Linked DNA regions of Mus musculus: region 2 is linked to region 1. A link is a contact called in public Hi-C data. All regions are on one chromosome and are shown on one strand. Each heading gives the region's core, a stretch centred on a gene start, on an enhancer-like site or on the middle of the called end of the contact. The rest is flanking DNA. Distances are from core to core; before and after follow the strand shown.

Region 1 (5,404 bases), core at 2,517-5,016:
AAGCCAATGGGGGTCTTCAGCCCAGTGGGTGCAAGCTACTCCTCTTGAGGGGTGATTGTTTTGGGGGAGGTGGGGACCTTTACCATCACCTACAGATATCAGACTTCCCTGAGTTCTCTACTGTTTGACTGCAGATTTGCATCAGTGACGTTCTAAGCTTCCAAGCCACGGGCCTTCATCTGGGGCTGGGTTGTTGTTCTCTCTTGTTCTGAGGTCCCCAGTTTCACGAACTTAGTATTTTATTTCTTGATTCTGACGCCTGCAGCCAGATCCCGTGGAACTATGTGGCCTCTGATTATGTACACCGGTCTAATAAATCACCTATTATTAATCCATTCTGTTTGTTTCGTTCCTCTGGAGAAACCTGTCAGATACAGTTGGGTGAGGAACAAAATCCTAGAGCAACAATAAGGTGGTGGCGGTGACATGCTATGGAAAGGGAGGGACAGAGGCAAACACAAGATTAGGTGTTGCCAAGCTGGCCGGAGCTTGAGGGTGCTGTCCAGTGCTCTGCCACACCTACTGGACACCTCCCAATAGGCCAAATGGAACCACTAGACTCCATAGCTGGGCCTCTCTCCATTTTTCATCGACTATCTTTAACTGGTCCATGTTTTCCCAACAGGTGGGGGAACTATCTCCTAGTGAAGTCACTTGTTGATTCTTGTCATTAGACGTCACAAGCCATGGGACTCGGGAAAGGCTGGAGGACCAGTCTAGGTCCTTCGATATCATGAAGGAGCTGCTACAGAGGACAGTCTTCATTCTAAGGGAGGTGGTGATGTTCCCAGTGTCAGACTCCCCAGTTTCATGGGCCAGGAAGTGGGGGACCAGGTGCAGAGGCAGGTACACAGTCCAGAATCAGAAAACAGAATACCAACAAACAAAACCACCAGGCTTGCCTCCGACTTGCTATGTGGCTAAGGACGACCTTAAACTTCTCACCTTCGGGTCTCTACCAGCACCTCCCAAGTACTAGGACCTGAGACATGCACTACCATGCCCAGTTTATGTTGGACTTGGGATCTGATCCAGGGCTGTGTGCATGGTAGGCAAGCATTCTAACACCCGAGCTACATCCCCGCCTGGAATGCCTCAACCCTTTAATTGGCTGTGAGTATTTATGAATCTTAGGGAAATAGCTGTGTGATTCCACCTAGAAAAGAGCTATGGACTTCTCAGTTGGAACAATCACGGGATTTAGCCAGGATGATGAGAGTGAATTCAAAATGTAATGCGAGTAGCTTTTTCAAGTAGCAAAAAGTTCCAGGTAGCAGGTGCTGTTGTCTTTGCTAAAGACTAGAGTCCTGCACTGGGCAAAATACTTCAACTGGCTTAGGCTACAAAGACAGGAAAACACTGGGCACCATTTAATCTCAGCTGATGGACAGGCCTCAGGTCTATGCCTCATTGCCCTTTTCCAGACTGTCCTGGTCACTGTTCTAGGAAACTCCACTCTCATCAAGCATTGTCTTTGTCCCAACTCCCTGACTGTAAAGGTATAAGATTTGTTACTGTTCTGCTGTGCCCAGCACCCAGTACTCTGCTGCCAGAGAGAGGGAGTGTCTCAGAGTAGGAGGGGAAGGAAGATGGCCGCAGACATGTACCCACATGGCATTTTCTAGCCACAACTAGCTATGATTTCACAAGGTTAGAAATATTGGGATAAAGCTTTTATCATTATCAATTGCCTCTGAAATTATTCTATTGGCATCTTGTAAATTGTGATATTCATACATGAATCTGATTGGGTAATTAAGCATTAAGAATCTTGATGCCATTAAGAGTACTGGGTACTGGGATCTGATGGCTGACTGTGGGGTGCGTGGTATGGAGAGAAACTCTGGGATGGGCTCGGGGCGTTGGGGAGTGCCGGAGAGATGGTCCTGTGGTCAGGTGTGACTGGAGAATTGGCAGCCGGCAGGAGCTAGAAAGTGTGGTCCGGCCCCGTGGAGAGTTGGTGGTTCATTTTTTTTCATATTTCCTGCAACTAGGTGTTTGTAAATATTATACAAAACAAATGACTGGATAAACAAAGGGACAAATGTCTCCATATTTTTGTCCACGGGACTACCAGACCTGCTGGCATATTCCCACAGCCCTGGACCACTTTGTCTTCATTCTCTTGATCAGTGTAGGCCCCTGTCTCGATGACAGTGGAGCATCACAGTGTTGGCAACATGTTGACATGGTCCTCTGACCTTCCCCTCCCCGGTTCTTGGTAAGGGAAGGCCTCATTCACATCTGCTGTGCCAGTCTCTCTAGTAGAACTGGGCATGTGTGGGGGCTCACAAGTTCATCAGCTAGGTACGCACTAAGAAGGGGAGGCCTTGCTGCTGTGCTCTGATGAAGGAAGCTGCAGGAGAATTGGTCTGAAACCTGCTTTGCAAAGCACTTTGTACTTTTGTGAGTTTACCTGGAGTGACTTGGGGACAGCCAAGGGGAACTAAGTAACTTTCTTAACCAGTGGGCTGTGGTATCTACCCTCGGTTATAAGCCTCCGGTTCTCTTACCTAACCCCAGGCAGAATTGCCCAGCTCTTTGCGACTTTGACTGGAATGGTCACACCCCCACCTCCAGGGAACATCAATCAGAGCATTTAATAAAGCGCTATCACCAGATGAGCAGGGCGCCTGCGTGGCGCCTGGGAAGGCTCCTGTAGGAAGGAGCAGCATGCAGCTTGTTTGAACGAGATGCAACCAGCTCCTTCCTGAAGAACCGACTTGTTGATAATCTTGCATCAAACAGGAGTTTGTGGATAGTGGAGGAAAAGTCCTGGGGAGAAGGCTTTCCCTGAAATGTCACAACTCCCCCTAAGACACAGCGGAGTTAATAGAGAGGTCCCGAGGTCATGATTGCCAAATGGAGGGAGGTCAGGCACATTGCTTTGGAGGGCTAGCCAGCACCATCCTAGCTCAGCACACACAGGGGAAAGGGGGCGCCGCTATGATAGTGTACAGACGGGGTCCCCACTAGTCAGACCTTACTACCACCTTCCCGCAGCCTGGGGGATGAACTTGAGGGAAGGGCAAGCAGAAGCAGGTTGCCACTGTCACTGGGAGTCCTCGGCCTCTAGGGTGAATAAATAAATTATTAAGCGCCCAATACACAATAGCCTCGCTAGATGGAGACGAGGAATCACTGCAGCGGCGCTGGCGGCCGCGGCAGCGGGGAGCGCGGGCGGGAGTGCAGCCCGGGAGGGAGGCGGGCGAGGCTCTGGCTCCGCTCACGTCTGTTTTCCTTTTTCGTGCATTATTTATTTCGCCTCCGCCCGCGGCCCTGCTGCCGGAGCGGGTGCTCCGGGCCGGCGCCTCTCGCCCGCTGCCTCCCGCGGGCCCCGGGCACCCTGCGCCCCGGGCAGCCGCTCGGCGCCACCAGGAAGGGCGGGGACCGGGGCGGCGCAGGGACCCGTGGCTGGGCTGAAGGAGGACTCCTGCGGCCCGCTCGCGGAGGACCCGAGGACACTTTCCCCACCCTCTGCCTGGGCTGCCCGACCTCGGAAGTGGCCGCCTTTCCCGGCCCGCGCGCGGCCAAGCGGAGCCTGGAGCTCCGTGCGAGTGCGCCGCGCCCCGGTCTCCCAGATCAGCTGCCCTGGAGGCCCAAGCAGCGCGCAAACTTTTGCTCCAGCGCCCCGCGCTCGTCCTCTGCAAGTGAAGCCCCCGAGCGCGCGCGCAGCCGCCAGGGTGAGCTTAGAGGCCCCGCCTAGAGGGCGGGGGACTGGGGAGGCGGCTGGCTTTAAATGGGGGCCGTCCGGCTGCTGAGAGCAGAGCTGCTGTGGGGGCAACCCTGACCTCCCTTCTCCGTGTCGACGATCGGTGGGGGTCGCCACCAGGCAAGGTGGCGTGAGGCATCGGAGGGGTGCGGGCGGTGATGGGGGCGTGCAGGAAAACCTACGCCTGCCCGGGAACAGGAGCTGGGGTTTGGGCGGCAAATGGGGGCACGTACGGAGGTGCCTATGAGACAGTGTGCGCACTGAAGTCCCTGGGGCAGAAAGACTACATGCAGCGAGTGATTTGGTGGTACTGTGCAAGCAGAGTCAAGTGTGCGGACGGGAGTCGGTGGCGGTGCATGGGGGTCACAGTGCGTGCGCGCGCAGAGTGAGTGATTCACTCTGGGTTTGAAGCGTACTCCTAGTCAGAGTTGTGCATGGCCGTTTCTGGGTTTGTATGAGGTTCAATAAGTGTGTTTGGATGTTTCTGGGGGTGTGCACGGGATCAAGGTGTGCATGCGGTATTCTGAAGGGGAGGGGGTGTGCTCCAGGATAGGTAGGTGTGAGTTCTGGGAAGCACCGAGAGTCAGCAAGTGTGTGCGCACTGGAAGGAAGATGAAGACTTGCTTTGCGCAGGTGCCCCAAAGTGCGGGGCAAGTGAGTCCTCATCGAGTTGGTTCTTGAATTGGTGCTATGGTTTATGCAGTGTCCACCTGACTCAAGCCTTGCTCCCTTGACAGTTAGCTCACCAGTGGGCGCCGCAGGCCGAGATGCTACTCCGGGACCTGGTGCTGCGCCATGGCTGCTGCTGGCCCTCACTTCTGCTGCACTGTGCGCTGCACCCACTCTGGGGTTTAGTTCAGGTGAGAAGCGGGCAGAGGCCTCCTGGGAAGGGGGTAGGGTCACTTCAGAGCTCCCCCTACAGCCACCTACTGAGTGGTCTTGGGGATACTTGGGGAGGAAGAAAAACTGGTCAAGTATAACATGCTCTGACCCTGAAAAAAAATAAGAAACTTTGCAAAGAGTCTCAGTTGTGGCCTAAGGCCTGCAGTACTGAATGAACGTGATATAGGAAGGTGCTAAGACCTCATAGTGAACTCTACTGCAGCTTTTATGGAAAGAAACAAACTTATAAACAAACAAACAACAATACCAAAAAAAACCCAACCCCCCCCCAAAAAAAAAATCCCACAGTGGTGCCTTGTTTCCTACCAGATTCGACCCCTAAACTTCAAATTAGCCTTCCAACTAACTGTCTCCAACCTGGGGTAAGGGCTGTGTTTCTTCTAAGTGGTGGCTGGGGAGGTGGATGGTGACCCACGATTCATGCAAAACACAGTCTGTCAAGACTGCTGGAGGACAAACCCTCACCTTTGACCTCCCAGTCTTCAGGACAGAGACCAAGCCCCCACTAACTCCAGTTACTCGAGGTGATTGGATGGGATGTTCTCTAGTCCTGCCCTTAAACCCCCGTTGACCAGTCCTTTACCAGCAAGGTGACTAAACAAGAAACTTAAGGTCTGATCCTGGTTTTCTCCTTCCTGCTTGTTATGGGGCCAGTACTTGTTTGCTTGATACATCACCTGGACCCCAGGAAACATGGTTAGTAGCTGTCCTTGCTGTTGCTGGGGTGTGAGATGTTACATCCACTGGGCAGAGACACTCCCTGGCTTCCATGACTCTCTAGAGGCATCC
Region 2 (5,192 bases), core at 2,026-4,525, 73 kb after region 1:
AAATATGTAAGAAATGCTCTGGGGACATGTTCACTTGTAACATTTGCATGCCAAGAGGGATTTGGAGGAAAACTCGGGCACAAAACTCTGACATTGAATGAAAGTGCTAATCTCTAGCATAATGTGCAAAGCTCCAGTTTTGGCGTCTTCAAAATAACATAATATTTGATTCCTGAGTTCTTTTTTGGCCACAGGACTGTGATCCAATAAGCACAATTATTTCTTTAGTACCAGGACCTGTTTGCAAACCCTATCGTGAGCATAGCTTTCCTTGACCAAACCAAACATCCTTCCATATGTAATACTATGCCATCTCCTCCAATGGAAGGAAATGAACGTGCTTCAATAAAGGATCTATGGGGTCCTCCTTCCTTACAAAATATTCCTCAGTTAAGACATCATGCCCAAATACCTCTGTGGCCAGGGCAGGAGGGGATCCTAGATACAGCGGAATCACTACTGTGTGCTCCCGGTTTGTTAACTGCCTACAGATCAGAACGACACCCATGGAACCCTTATGGCCAAGACCTGGCTGCTGACCCTTCAGCTGGGAATTCTCCAAACGCCAAATGAACCCCTGAGAATCTCTCACAAATACCTCCCACACACCTCCAACTAACTCCAGAAAGGCTATCCAAGTTTGCTTAATGAAATAGGTGCAGGCTAAGTGCTCCCAGCTATTTCCAGTGTAACCTGAGATAGCCCCTCTCTTGGCTCTGTGGTTAGTCTGCTCTCAGACTATGATAGAAAGGTACCTAATGGTGGGGGTTTGCCCATATTGCTTTGGATTTGGACCTGGCATGGCTTTTTTTCTCCTAATCCTTTGGCCTTACAGCATCCTAAAGGTAGAAATTTCATACCGAGTTCATTTAGCCCTGGGTAGGAAAGACAAACTATGTCTGCTTTGCATTTGGTTGGATTGCTTTGCTTTGCTTTGTTGTTGGTTTTTTTTGTTTGTTTTGTTTTGTTTTTTTACTGTTTAAGACCTACAACATGATACTTTGATATGGTAGCATGGCTAAATAAAGTCACTGAATACTGGCATTCCGCTACATCCTTATTTGTGGGTTTGTGGCTAGGAGTAGCTTAGGTGTATCTCAGAGGGATCCCCAGGAACTTACCACTTTATTGTGGGCCATCAGTTGAAGGATGCTCGGTGTCACCCTGCTCCAGAATTCCAGTGCTGTTAGTATTGCTGTGAAGCTGAATTCGTTCTGATTTTGGACGTTCGTCGCCACGGCACTCTGTTCGCAGTAGACCGTCCAGAGCTGGGCAAAGATGAACGCGTGGAAGAGGGAGCACATGTGGAGCACGCAGGTCTGCAAAGGAAGAGGAGGACGGGTGTGCTCCATGCTCACGGCAGGTGGCCTTGCCAGGGAGCACAGAAGACTCACAAAGATTCTATGCTTTGAATCGGCTTCTCTCTGTCAGTGGGAGTGTTCGTGGAGGAAAGGAAAACCAAACTCTTTTTCTTTAATTTGCAGACGGAATCCACCAACGGCCGTGTCCTTTCCTGAAACTGACATTTTCATCCCTAAGGTGGATTAGGAACACGGATGTTCTGTTTAGCCATGTTAGCATGTTTGCACATCTATAGAACAGGGATAACGGCAAGCTTGCTGAAAGGGCCAGCTAGGAGTAAAAGAGAAGCAGGCAAGACCCTCCTCCCCGCACTTAGACTCACATGGCAGCAGAGCAGTGTCAACAGAAGACTTATCTGTGGTGGGCACTCACTGCCACAGCATTATGGAGGCTTTCCACAGACTCCTTCCACAGTTCCCAAGCCAACCTACTATGGACTTTACAGATGAAGAACTGAAGCTGGGGAAAATTAAATAATTTTTTTTTTTGGAGTTTGCAAAGGTTGTGAGGAGCAGAGGAAGCCCTGACTGAATGAAGCCTTGGTTGAATATGTGTTCTTGACATGGGCACTGCAATGTCCCATGGAAAAATGGCGAAATCTTCTTTCTCCCTGGAGTGAGGCCCAAAGGGACGACAAAATAGTCTTCTGGTCATGTCCAGATGCTAACAGTGTGCCCACAAAGTGTCCACCATATCCCCCTGTTCCCAGATGCTTACAGCCTGAAGACCGCTCCCTCACAGGGACTGTTTCTACTAAGGTTAGTTAAACCGGCCTCCTTGTCCAGATGTATACCATAGCCTGCCTCTGGGTTTGTACTTAATAACAACATCTCCTTGTTCAGCTGTACACAGAAACCCCACTGCCCTGTTCAATTCTATCTAATTAACACACTGAGTGTCTGGGATGCTGAGCCTACTCTATCAGATAGTCCAGTCCACCAGATCCCAGGTTTTCTCTGTGTCCGTCTTTTCTAATTTCCTCCACTCCCCAGTCAGATCAAGTTCCTTGAACCATGCAAGAATGAGGCACCAAGGTACAGTTTCTGGCAAACATCATGTGGATCATCTGGACAGGCACTCCATTTTCTCACAGAGCTTGCTCTGGCCTGAGTCTCAGGTTCTCTTAAACCTACTGGGATCTCCAAGAGCTTGCCTAAGCTCCAGGACCAGCCCTTAGCTCCTGGTAGCTGACTTGTCTGGTTTGCAAGTCTGAGTTCATGACTTATATCAGCCTGGGTTTTACTTTATTCTCTTAAGCACGCCATCTGTCTCTACGATTTGCAAACGTTCCTCTGGGTAGGTGAATACAGTGTGCTTTGCTGAGCACCACGCTAGCTTTCTCACTTTCATGCTGTGTGTTCATGTGTCCTACGGGATTTGAGTCCAAAAAAAAAAGTGCATAAAGAACAAGATGGGCACATATCCCTCCCCCCCCCAACTTCATCCTTGGTTCTGAAAACTGAGCAGCAAATTTTTATTGTATCTGTAGCCTGTTATTTCTCTCTATTGTTTTGAGACAAAACATTGCCTGGGAAACCACCTCTCCCTTGCTGTTATAATTTATCTCCATAAAAGTAAGCCAGAAAACAATTTAGGGGCAGAAAAGACAGCCTGGGAATTTAAACAACTTTAAGTAAGGCATTAGCCCAGCTACTTTCCTAATAGACACGGGAGAGTGAGCAAAATTCTCCCTTCTCAGAGGAATCTAATCAGCTGATAAGGGTTCTGTTGGCAATTCCAATGCACAGGGTCTGAGTCCTGCAGAAATCACTTACCTTTGATTGCTCTGGAAATCCAATTAGGATAACAATAAGGTGGTCTGCAATGTGGGAACCTGCATCCAGAGGTATGGGAAGGCATGGAGAGGAGGCGTTGGGACAGACTGCATTATGCGTGAGGGATCCCAGAAGCAGCCAGGACAGCAACCGGATGTGGGAGACACACTCGATGAATTCTTTAGGTCTGTCAGGGAAGACAGGCTGCATTAGGGGTGACTTTAGGTTTTTCTCTTTCCTTCGATGCCCAGAGAATACTTAGTGGCGGAAGAGATTACGGTGTAGCCTCACAGGCTGGTACATAAAACAAAAACGCCAAGGCAAGAGTGGAAACCCAAAATCCTTTCTGTTTGTCTCGCTTTCTGCTCTAATCCTGGATTTTTCCCTTCGGGTGGAGGAGGCTTTGGTGGGACAAGTCTCCCTAGACTCTTCTAGAATCCTTTCTTCTCAGAAAGTTCTTCCTAGACATCCTCACAACGGGAGGAGGAGCAGAGGAGAGGAAGACACACCCATCGAGTGCTTTATCTTCTGCCCCTGTTCGCCCTCAATCCTTCCTCTGGGATGACCCCGTGAGCTCCAGGAACTCAGACACAGGTGCCTGGCTTCAAGCCTCCACAGAGGCATGTCAGGGGCGTGCACCTCGCATAGTTCATTTCATCCCTGCAGAGGCTTCTGCTCTACCAAGCTGCCCGGAGGTACGGGGTGTGTGATTCACAGAGCCCGGCTTACTAATTAGCTGAGGTGTAGGGTTCAAGTGATTCCTCAAAGATTTCAGCTTCCATCGGCGTGAAAACAAGCCAGGGTTAGGGGCTGGCTTTTTTTTATGGGTAGCTCGTCACAAACTGCCCAAGGTCTGCAAACAAGCATAAGGATGGTATCTGTACCCCTTCCTTCTATCCAGCTCTATTCCACTCTTAGAAATCTTCAACACGGCCATTAGCTTCATCTAAATCTCAGGGATTTGGGAGCACTTCTGCTCATTTGCATGCCCATTTTAAATTTATTTTATGTGTATGGATACTCTGCCTCTGTGTGTGCACCATGTGTGTGCAGGGCCCCCTCGAAAGCCAGAAGAGAGCATTAGCTCCCCTGGGACTGGAGTTACAGACAGCTGTGAGCCCAATGTGCTGGGAATCAACCCCAGGTCCTGTGGAAGTCCAGCCTGGTGCTCTTAGTCACAGAGCTGGCTCTCTAGTCCCCCTCCCCCACCTTTAAGATGCTAGGCACTTAGTCCCCCTCCCCTACCTTTGAGATGCTAGGCACCTAGTCCCCCTCCCCACCTTTGAGATGCTAGGCACCTCACCCTTGCTGCATTGCAGAGGGAGGATGGTAGAGCCAAGGCAGATATCGGATCACGGCTTTGTTATCTCTGTGGTTGCCCCGGGAGATTTCCATAGCTGCAATCTGAGCTAGGCCAACTTTGAGATGGCCTCCGAAGGTATCCTCGTGCAGAGGCTGGGAGCACGTCTTCATGTGGCTCTGTAACATCAAATGATACATTGTAATCCCGGCAGACACCTGGAGGCGTCCCAGACCACTTATTCTCTCTTTTTTTTCTTTATTCTCCTCTGGTATATTATTACATCCTGACCTCAGTTTCCCCTCCCTCCTCTCTCCCAGTCCCTTTCTCTGCCCACCTCCCGGTCTTCCCCAGAGCCACTGCCTCTTCCTCCTCCTTTCCCCTCAGAAAAAGGCAGGCCTCCCAGGGATAGCAACTAAACATAGCAAATCAAGTTACAAGAAGACTAGGCGTAGCTCCTCGGGTTAAGGCTGGATGAGGCAAGCCAGTAGGAGGAAAAGGGTCCCAAACGCAGGCAAAAGAATCAGAGACAACCCCATTCCTACTGTTAGTAGAACGGTCAGATTGTTCCCAACCCCACCCCATAGCACCCCAGGCACACAACCTGCTTAGCATCTTGAATGGTTTCCCTCTGTGGAATTGTTCAATTTTTTTTTTTTTTTTTTTTTTTTTTTTAGCTCAAGCATCCCTTCCCTTAGAAAGCCTTCCCTGAACTCCATAGCCAGATCCATGCTACTGTCTACTATTCCTTTACA

The links. Hi-C and Micro-C count contacts between places; a contact is called where the count stands out from the background.
Region 2: a contact with region 1 is called in a Hi-C map of nephron progenitors, with 2.4 times the contacts expected there. The contact joins the enhancer-like site here to the promoter of Prima1 in region 1. A contact is called at or near these places in 9 of 39 promoter capture datasets (the C10 cell line, HPC-7-derived erythroid cells, cranial neural crest and 5 more), 13 of 484 Hi-C or Micro-C datasets (B cells, Sertoli cells, cerebral cortex and 10 more), 7 of 115 datasets of contacts at active chromatin or transcription factors (craniofacial prominence, embryonic midbrain, embryonic stem cells and 2 more) and 4 of 9 other capture datasets (adipose tissue, embryonic stem cells, liver and 1 more).

The regions. Positions count from the first base shown.
Region 1 is chr12:103,240,508-103,245,911 of GRCm38.p6, reverse strand. It overlaps Prima1 (proline rich membrane anchor 1), which reads left to right and starts at 3,766. Exons shown (of 5, transcript NM_133364.2): 1 at 3,766-3,837; 2 at 4,450-4,572. The coding sequence starts at 4,480.
Region 2 is chr12:103,167,699-103,172,890 of GRCm38.p6, reverse strand. Unc79 (unc-79 homolog) reads right to left here. Exons shown (of 49, transcript NM_001081017.2): 44 at 4,441-4,616; 45 at 3,138-3,324; 46 at 1,122-1,319. Among named protein-coding and RNA genes, the nearest start is that of Prima1, 72 kb to the left of the region's middle. Within about 2 kb of position 3,275, at least 4 of the 459 cell types and tissues checked have an H3K27ac peak or open chromatin away from gene starts, as enhancers often do. A contact at or near this core is called in nephron progenitors, where this site is marked.